Regions from separate parts of the Mus musculus genome. Here region 2 is linked to region 1. The links are chromatin contacts, called in public HiChIP or PLAC-seq maps. All regions are on one chromosome and are shown on one strand. The core of a region is the stretch at or near the end of the contact, and the rest is flanking DNA. Distances in the headings are between cores, read along the strand shown.

Region 1 (4,891 bases), core at 876-3,375:
CAATGCCAACTTTTGCCTTATGTTTGCTTCTAATATAGTTTTAGGTCTCAAGCTTAAGTCTTTGTTCTTTTGTGATTTTTTTTTAAAAAAACTTTTGGTACTGGGACTTGAATCCAGGGCCTCCCAATGATAAACACGTTTCCACTGTGTTGCATTCAGAACTCCATTTTGAACTAACTCTAGAATAGTGTTAGAGAAAGGGCCAGCCTTGTCTTTTTGCCTGTGGATATCCCGTCTTGCTAGAGTCAATTGTTAGAAAGACTTTCACTTTTAAAAGATAGAATTTTTTTAAAAAAGCATATTAACTCCTTACGGAATTCTGAGAGCACAGGGTTGAGTTATTGACCCAATTTCTATATTTTCGGCATAGCAGAACCTAGAGGATTCTCTCCCCAGTGAGGGCAACGTAAGACTGTTCTTTCACTCTTGTTAAAAAGCATTTGACCGTTGAATTTATAGTCTATGTCTGCATTGCTATAAAGAGGAAAATGTTAATACTACACATGAAATAGGTTTTTTCTTAAAATTCATTATTATCATTACTACTGTTGTTATTAGTGTATGGGTATGCATGCCTGTGGGGACATTTGTGGAGTAGGTTCTCTTCTCCCCTCTATACATGCATCCAGACATGGAAAGCAGGCCACAGGGCTTGTTTAACAAATGTACCTACTGAGCCATCTTGCCAGCCCTATGCTAAAGATTTTTCTTTTTGTTCTTTTGAGACAGGGTTTCCCAGTATAGCCCTGGCTGTTCTGGAACTCACTTTGTAGACCAGGCTGGCCTCAAACTCAGAAATCCACCTGCATCTGCCTCCCAAGTGCTGGGATTAAAGGCGTATGCCACCACCACCACCGCCTGGCAAAGTTTGTTTGTTTGCTTTTTTAAGATTTATTTATTATTATTTATCTATTATTATATTAGTACACTGTAGCTGTCTTCAGACACACCAGAAGAGGACGTCAGATCTCATTTTGGATCTCCATGTGGTTGCTGGAATTTGAACTCAGGACCTTTGGAAGAGCAGTCAGTGCTCTTAACTGCTGAGCCATCTCTCCAGCCCCAAAGTTTTTTTTTTTTTATCCTTGTGATTTTTAAAATAAATAAAAACAATTGTAAACATTTCCTGAAAAATCCCTCACTCTTTCCACTGGCTATGCTCGTCTGTGACACTTCCAAGATGCTCTCAATGCATTGAGTACAGTCTGCCTTGTTGGCCTGCCCACATTCTGTCAGGTAAGCAACCAAGACCTAAGTGGGCTGGAGGTATTCTATATGTCCCATGCTCCCCACGTGTTCTGTGAAGTGCAGAACACCCAGATCTCCGTGAGATGACGGTAATGTCTCTTTCCTTACACCACACAACTGGTAGGTGGCCGATCAGAGACTTGGACCCGTGGTCTTCGAATGAGGACTGACTGCTGGGTAGCCAGGGAGGCTGGCCTGTCTTGGGGAGGAGGGGGAGACAGGGAGAAGGTTTTGAAGAGAGGGTAACGGCAGAGATGACTCATTGGGGAAAGGCCTTGGGAATTATAAGGTTTGTATGTGTGGATGACATCAGCTTGTCTAGGAGACCAGGAGATACCCCAAGGGGAGGGACTCAAGACCGGAAGCAGAGGGCCAGGGTCAGGGCCAGGGTGTGGGGTTTTGGCTTAAGCCAGTGTTTTTTGGGGGGGGGGAGTCTTCATTTCCTTGAGCTAGGCAATCTTGCCCTAATTCTTCAGTAGATAGTTTATAGCTCTCCTTGATGCATTTGATGCTCAAATGGCTGTCAACTTAGCATTAGTGGGGGAACATGTGTCTATTCAGGTAGTCATTCTAGGGCCAGGTCCCTCAGAGTGCCTGTAATGGGGAGCAGCCAACCATAAGTCTACAAATCCCTTTACAAACTAACCGGGGAGATACTACCAGCAGAGGGCGCTCTTCAGCGAGACAAGGATTGACCCGAACTCTGCTATCTGCCTTGTGCATTGAGAACCGTCCATCCTTCCACTGTGTGGGTTCTGGGCCTCGAACTTGGGTTGTCAGACTTGGTGGCAAGCACCCTCACCTGCTGAGCTGTCCAGCCAGGTCCACTGATTGTTTCTTTATGTTAAAAACCTTCAAGGTTGCCAGGCAGTGGTGGCGCATGCCTTTAATCCCAGCACTTGTTCCAGGCCAGCCTGGTCTACAGAGTGAGTTCCAGGACAGCCAGGGCTACACAGAGAAACCCTGTCTCGAACTCCGTCTCCGTCCCCCCCCCCCCCCGCCCATATCTTCAAGGTTCTTTTAGCCTTTTGAAATATATCATACATTCTTATTTTTGCTATAATTTTCATTTACTTATTTATTATTTATTTATGGTACCGAGGAGAGAACCCAGGATTTTGTACATGTGAAGCAAGTGCTCTATCACTGAGCTACATCCCCATTCCCACAATACCACCGTTCCCTACAGTCTCTGTCCTATGCAACCACACACACCGGAACTTCCTGCTCTTTGCTCTCACGCAGTTCCTGTTGGCCAGAGTTCACCACCCCTTCCTTATTCTTCTCTTGCAGCCTTTGGTATCTCTCATTCCCTTCGCCAACTTCTGAAATGCTTCTTTAGTTTCATTAAACAGCAGGCTGGCCTTTAGTCATGTCTGTGGCATCCTTGAAGCTCACTCAGCTTAATAGTAAGTAGGATTCTGGATTGGAGCTGAGCATAGGGTCAGAGCATTAGTGAATTATTTGATGCCCCACTGGCTTTGTGGCTTCCACTTTGCCCGAGGGGTTACCATGTGTCATCACACTGGCTCTTGGAGATATTATTACCATGCTGGGGAAATCTCCAGGGAGCCAAAAAAATTCCAGGCAGGGAGATAGCTGCCTTCCCTGAATTCAGGGCTTCTGACCTCAGCGCCCCACCCCATCCCCACCACAGCCAATCAGCAAAAGATCTCTCCCAAACTGACAAGCAAAAGAAAACCTTGCAGACAGCTGAGCCCAAACAGACTTGGGTGAGGCTGAGGGGAACATCAGGCGTGGCGTCACCAGTCACCGGCTGTAGGCCAGGCTGTTGCCTGGAGATAGTTTGTTCATTTACCAGTGGACAGCTGAGCCAGTTGGGGGAACCCCAGGAGGAAGGCAGCGCTGGTGCCCAGGGGAGACTGGGTTTCTTTAAGTAATAGAAACCACAGGGAGGGCTTTGCCACTTTCAGAGAGTGCACCTTCTTCACACAGGAGCTGGCAGGAAGCCTAGGGGTTGGAGGTTGAGGGAGACCCTGGCAGGAGAGCCCGTAGCAGCTACAGCACCAAGGAGGGGTGTGGAGAAGCTGGAAGGCCTTCCGAGGAGAGAGGATTCACGGCTGTGTTGGCTTTCTGGGCAAAAGAATCACAGAAGTGTGTGTGTGTGTGTGTGTGTGTGTGTGTGTGTGTGTGTGTGTGTGTGTGTGTGTGTGTGTGTGTGTGTTTGGGGTGTGTATATACAGGTGCATGCATATGGGGTCACAATAATTTTTTAAGACAACTAAAACAACTGTACACACACACCAATAGGGGAGAGAAAGAGTGGACTTTAGAATCTCTGCGGTAGAATGCAGGATACCGGGCTGGAGAGATGGCTCAGTGGGTAAGAGCACCCAACTGCTCTTCCGAAGGTCCAGAGTTCAAATCCCAGCAACCACATGGTGGTTCACAACCATCTGTAACAGAGTTCAAATCCCAGCAACCACATGGTGGTTCACAACCATCTGTAACGAGATCTGACTCCCTCTTCTGGAGTGTCTGAAGACAGCTACAGTGTACTTACATATAATAAATAAATAAATCTTTAAAAAAAAAAAGAATGCAGGATACCTTATGCCCTTCAGGAGTCTGTCTGTCTGTCTGTAGTTATTTGAGACAAGGCTTCTCTATCTAGCCTGGGCTGACCTGGGATACTATATGTAGTAGAGGCTGACCTTAGACTTATCACTCCCCTGCCTCAGCCCCAAGTGCTAGGTCATGAGCCACCAGTATATATATATATATATATATATATATATGAGGCTATGGTATATATATTTTTATTATGACGATGATCACAAATTTGTCGAATGATCTTTTGAGTATTCATATCTGTGGGGGAAAGGTTACTTTAGGACAAACACGACACCTGCTTTCCGGTCCCTGCAGACTGTCAATCAAGAGCAGTCATGTGCCACTGCCCCGCCCTCACCAAACTTTTAACTCTTTGTCTAAACTGTCTGCCAGTGTGCTCCAGGGACCTGCCTTCCTTTGCATCTCCAGATGAGGGTTGTAGACATGAGACACAGCACTGGACTTTTACTTGGATCCCTGGGATCCGAGTTTAGGTCCTCACGCTCCTGTGGCAAGCACTTTACTAACTCCATCATCTCCCCAGCTCCCGCTTTCTCTCCCTCTTCCCTCCTCTCCTCCTCCCCCACCTCCTCCTCTTCTTCCCCCCTCCTCCTTCTGTAAATTTGTTATATTGTTTAGGACAAGCCCATTGCATCCTTGCCCCACCTATTTCTGTCTGCTTGTTTTAGAGATAGGGTCTCATTCTATAGCCCAGGCTGGTCTGGACTTCACCATCCTCCTGTCTCAGTTTTGTAATTACTGGGATGACAGGGATGTGCCACTGTCCCTGGCCAGAATGGTTTCTAATCCTGTGGCCTTCTATTTCTTTCCATCCTTTGTGTTGCAGGCATCCCACTGTGATTCAGCAATCACGCTGGGAAAAATGATACATGTTTGTATCTCATTTTGTGGTCTGAGAACCTGGTAACAGTGTGATGCTGTGCTGGCTAAGACAATCTGCACTCCTTCAGCCAGCACAAGCCAGGGTGAGCCATGTAATCTTGATACATTTGGTGATTATTAAGAGCAGACAAGAGAACCAGGGAGCTGCCCCGCCCCCCCCCCCCCC
Region 2 (4,891 bases), core at 1,428-3,927, 180 kb before region 1:
GTTCTAGCACTTCAGGGCCAGAAACCTTGTCCACTCCCATGCAGCCATAATAATCTGATCCAAAGGCGTAGAGCTGACCCTCATCTGCAAAAGGCAAGAAAACCATCACAGAAAGGATTACTAAGGAGCCACATGTGGTAGTAGTAGTACTGTAATCAACAGTCTAAATAATTGTAAGATTATTATGCTAAATGATCTTCAAACTTCCCTGGAGCCTTCCCTGTTTTGTAGACAGAAATACCAACAATGGGACTGGAGAGCCAGCTTGGCACTAGAATGTGAACTGCTATTCCAAAGGACCCCAGTTTGATATCCAGCACCCACGCCAGGCAGCTCATAACTCAAACCCAGTGTCAGGGAAATCTGAGCACCTCTCCTGGCCTCTGTAGTTAGTATAACACTCACATGCGCAAACCCACTCTTAGATACACACATAGCCATAAAATTAAAAAAAATAATTCCAGCTGGGCAGTGGTGGCCCACGCCTTTAATCCTAGCACCTGGGAGGCAGAGGCAGGAGGATTTCTGAGTTCGAGGCCAGCCTGGTCTACAGAGTGAGTTCCAGGACAGCCAGGGCTACACAGAGAAACCCTGTCTCGAAAAGTCAAAAAAAAAAGAAAAGAAAAGAAAAGAAAAGAAAAGAAAAGAAAAGAAAAGAAAAGAAAAGAAAAGAAAAATCCCTCTTCATCATCAGCATTTGTGACATCCAATAGGTGGATAGAATAGAGTATTCTCCCACAAAGCAGAACACGTAGTGCTCTCTCGTATCTCAGCCTTCTGTTACTCACCTTTCTCCTTGCTCATCGCTCTTTCACACAGTAGGCAACTGGGAAGTTTGGTCTTAGTTTTGGGAACGGAACTTAGGGCCTTACTTGCTCTAGTGCTGCATCACTGAGCGGCTCTCCCCAAGCCTCGGAACGCTGTTATTAATCAGTCTATTTCCTAAGTGTCTCTGGTCTTTTTTGGGGTGGGGGAGGTAGTTGTTTGCTATAAAATATCACCCGACATTGTATTATGTTCCATGTTAAATGTACTCAGGATGCTGTTCATGCGTGGCTTACCTGTGACACAGACAGTGAAATCATCCCCACACGACACCTGGTGGATAGCCTTCCCTTGTAACTTTTCTACATGCTTTGGCTGTCGGTAGGAAGCTTTGTCTCCATGTCCTAGCTGACCGTGAAGTTTAGTGCCCCCTTGCATGTTCTGTTAAAAAAAGACATCTTGTGAAATTTAACTTTTCATGCTAAAAGCTAATCTTTAATATCCTACTTCTAAAGAAAAACAGTAAGAAAAAATAGTGAAAATTTAAAGACAAAAGTGGGTAAGGGGATTAAATTTTTAAAAAAAATTTTTGAGACAGGTTTCACTATATATTGCTAGCTGTCCTGAAACTAACTCTCTGTATAGAAAGGCTAGGCAGCCTGCCTGTCTCTGCCTTTTGAGGACTGGGACACCACTATGCCTCACTAGGACAAAGCATTTTAATGATTAACATAACCCCACAGCTACATGTAAAGAAGATTTTAAAACACATCCAGATTCATATCCATCAGGCATCAGGTCAAACTGCAAATTCTGTCTTATCTTACGTGAGGTGAACTGTGGGTGATGATGGACAGTTCATTGAAGTATACTTCGGTTGCTTTCTGCTCTAATTTGGTTTCTGTTGCTGTAATAAATACCATGACTAAAAGCACCTTGGAGAGGAAAGAGCTTAGAGTTTGCAGTCTATCAGCAGGGGACACCAGGGCAGGAACTGAAGTCAAGTCAGACACTGAAGCAGAAGGCACCACTGCTCACTGGTTGTTCCTTAGGGCTTTCTCAGCTTGCTTGCTTCTAGCACCCAAGACGACCTGTCCAGGAGTAGCACCAGCCACAGTGAGCTGTGCCCCCATCAGTCATTAACGGAGAAAATGCCCCACAACGTGCCAATCTGATGGAGGCAATTCCTTAACTGAGAGGTTCCCTTTATCCTGTGTCAAGTTGACAAAAACTAAACAGAACATTTTCTAAATGAGTACAATCTCTTAAAAACAACATGTACTATAAGTTTTATAAATTTTGGTTACCTTCCTCAAAGCACAGAACAGCTATAAGGAATATAGCTATATCAAAAAGAAAACAAAACTGAGGGGGAAATAAAACAGAGATTTTGGTTCCATCAAAGAAGTTGGTGGGGGCGGGGGGGAGGGGGGCTGCCCTGGCTGTTCTGCTTTCTTGGTTCTCTCTTAAAGGTCAGCATCTTGAAGGGAGTGTTGGCTATTTAAGGTTGCTGTTTAATGATAATAACAGCTCACCTATCTTAAGTCTTGGTCACTTTGCTGCAGTAGCTGACCTGCCTGTCTGCGTTCCTCTGAGGCCAGAAACTTGCATCTCTGGCGTTTATGACCTCATCCTAAAACAGCAGGGATTAAGTCAAGGATTAATTGCTAGAGCCTTTCCCCTCTTGTCCAGATGCCTCTCTTGTCAGGCTGGGGCAATAAACTTCTATTGAATCCAAAGAAGAGTCTTGCTTGCAGAAAGAAAAACTTTTACACAAGCAAATATGGATAAACTCACATAAGTTCATGTACAAATTCATGCTTGCACATTCTTATGTCTCTATTCAAACCAGTTGGGTCCAGCTACTTATTTCATAATTACACACACATCCATACTTACATATGCATATGGAGCAAGAGACCAAGCACCGGTGCAGAAGGAAGTAACTCATTCTGCATGAAAAATGAGCTCCAATCTTTACTGCACGGAGAAAGGAGAAGCTTCTGCCCTTTTGTTGTTAAATGAAGTAAACTTAAGTCTGTAAGAAGAAAGCTTTGTCCTCTGTAGTAAGATGAAGCCTGCCTTGCTATCAAGAAAAGACCTGTTCTGTCGAGTGGTAAGGAGAAGCCTGCCTGCTCCTTCTGCTCTCTGCAGCTTCTTCTATTTTCCTCTTCCCCTTTGCATTCTGCACATTGCTCATTTTTTTTAAGTTGCCTTATAATTTCTAAGTTACTCCACTCTGCATTCTCCTTCTAATCTTGCTCTCTCCTTTGCTCTGATGTAACAATGCCCTTGTTCCCAATGCTATGCCTTCCAATGCTATGCCTTCCAATACAATGTTTCCTAGTCTTTTGGACCTTCCTAGAAGAAGAGATCACGTGGCTTATGCAAGCATCCATTTTTTTTTTTTTACAAAAATTCACTAGAACTTCAAACATAAATTTAAACCATAAATTGAATAAGAAGTTTACAGCGGAGAATATTTACATGTATATCCATTAAGAGTAATTATCTGAGCGAGGCAGTGGTGGTGCACGCCTTAAATCCCAGCACTCGGGAGGCAGAGGCAGGTGGATTTCTGAGTTTGAAGCCAGCCTGGGCTACAGAGTGAGTTCCAGGACAGCCAGGGCTACACAGAGAAACCCTGTCTCAAAAAAAAAAAACAAAAAAAAAACCAAAACAAAAATTATCTGGTTAAACATTTCACTACTTAGCTCAACAGGTTCACTAAAAGTGAAAAACTATCATTTTTGTGACTAAGTTATTAGTGAAGTTTTTTTTTTTTTTTTTTTTTTTTTTTAAAGATTCACTACATATAAGTACACTGTAGCTGTCTTCAGACACACCAGAGGAGGGCATCAGATTTTATTACAGATGGTTGTGAGCCACCATGTAGTTGCTGGGATTTGAACTCAGGACCTTGGAAGTCAGTGCTCTTAACCACTGAGCCATCTCTCCAGCCCTAATAATGATTCTTTTTTTCTTTTTGGTTTTTTGATACAGGGTTTCTCTGTGTAGCCCTGGCTGTCTTGGAACTCACTTTGTAGACCAGGCTGGCCTCGAACTCAGAAATCTGCCTGCTTCTGTTTCCCGAGTGCTGGGATTAAAGGCATACGCACCACTGCCAGGCTGTGAAGTTTTATATAGATAAACCCAGTCAGTATTTTATCTTCTGTCCTTGCACTTATATTAAATCCTTAGTTCCCCTTCGTATGACTTTTGGTTAACTGTTTTACAGCCTGTTGGAATGTGCTCTAAGTTGTAGATTCCTGCTAGCTGTCTCAGAAGCAATTAACATTTGATTGACACTTGAAGACTGGAGAGTTTCTCAATGCAGCTTTGACATCAGAAAGGAGTTAATGGCAATCCTATTATAAAAGAGCTTAATGATTACTAATATAATCATTAATAATTTTAAAAAGATTTTTAAATTATTTTTAAAAAGATTATTTTAAAAAAGATTTATTTTATGTATGTGAGTACACTGTCGTTCTCTTCAGACACACCAGAAGAAGGCATCAGATCCCATTACAGATGGTTGTGAGCCACCACGTGGTTGCTGGGAATTGAGTTCAGGACCTCTGGAAGAGCAGTCAGAGCTCTTAATTGCTAAGCCATCTCTTCAGCCCAATTTTAGGAATTCTTATAGAATCATCATTAAGAACTAAAAAATCATCTATTTGTCTTTATAGCATACAAGACAGTAGTACATCTTCGTTGTTCTGCAGATATTTACTCAAAAGGGTGGGATAATTCCTAGTGATTGTTATATATGTTTAACAATAACAGGGAAAGCAGGACTCTTTCCTAAAATGAAATCTTCTCAGCCTTGCCTAAGAGGCAAATCTGTCATTAACTTTGACAGTCTATGGTGGATCCATCTCAGGAAGAGCACCTGCTAGTTTTTTGCTTCTCCTTGATGGCTCCGGGCAGAAGTGCTATATAGTACTAAGAACAGTCCTCATAGCTTTGCAACTTCCTTGGCGATAGCAAGTCTTCCCATGCACTCACTCAAGCATAAGTCCTCTAACAAAGAGTTGTAAGGAATGACTTTCATTCCATTTCTGGTAGCTTCCCTCAGGCTAATTCTTTAGGGAATAAGGTTTTAGGAAATAACCGAAGGTCA

What was found. HiChIP or PLAC-seq counts read pairs in DNA pulled down with a chosen protein or histone mark.
Region 2: a contact with region 1 is called in an H3K4me3 HiChIP or PLAC-seq map of bone marrow-derived macrophages, with 5 times the contacts expected there. The contact joins two enhancer-like sites. A contact is called at or near these places in 1 of 39 promoter capture datasets (stem cell-derived epiblast-like cells), 2 of 15 datasets of contacts at CTCF or cohesin (embryonic stem cells and large pre-B cells), 5 of 484 Hi-C or Micro-C datasets (bone marrow-derived macrophages, embryonic fibroblasts, embryonic stem cells and 1 more) and 23 of 115 datasets of contacts at active chromatin or transcription factors (the 230-238 cell line, the SCID.adh cell line, bone marrow-derived macrophages and 16 more).

Annotation. Positions count from the first base shown.
Region 1 is chr12:85,495,011-85,499,901 of GRCm38.p6, forward strand. No RefSeq gene overlaps it. Among named protein-coding and RNA genes, the nearest start is that of Fos, 24 kb to the left of the region's middle. Within about 2 kb of position 2,126, at least 123 of the 459 cell types and tissues checked have an H3K27ac peak or open chromatin away from gene starts, as enhancers often do. A contact at or near this core is called in bone marrow-derived macrophages, where this site is marked.
Region 2 is chr12:85,314,519-85,319,409 of GRCm38.p6, forward strand. Nek9 (NIMA (never in mitosis gene a)-related expressed kinase 9) reads right to left here. Exons shown (of 22, transcript NM_145138.2): 11 at 1,062-1,206; 12 at 1-84. Among named protein-coding and RNA genes, the nearest start is that of Nek9, 22 kb to the right of the region's middle. Within about 2 kb of position 2,678, at least 5 of the 459 cell types and tissues checked have an H3K27ac peak or open chromatin away from gene starts, as enhancers often do. A contact at or near this core is called in bone marrow-derived macrophages, where this site is marked.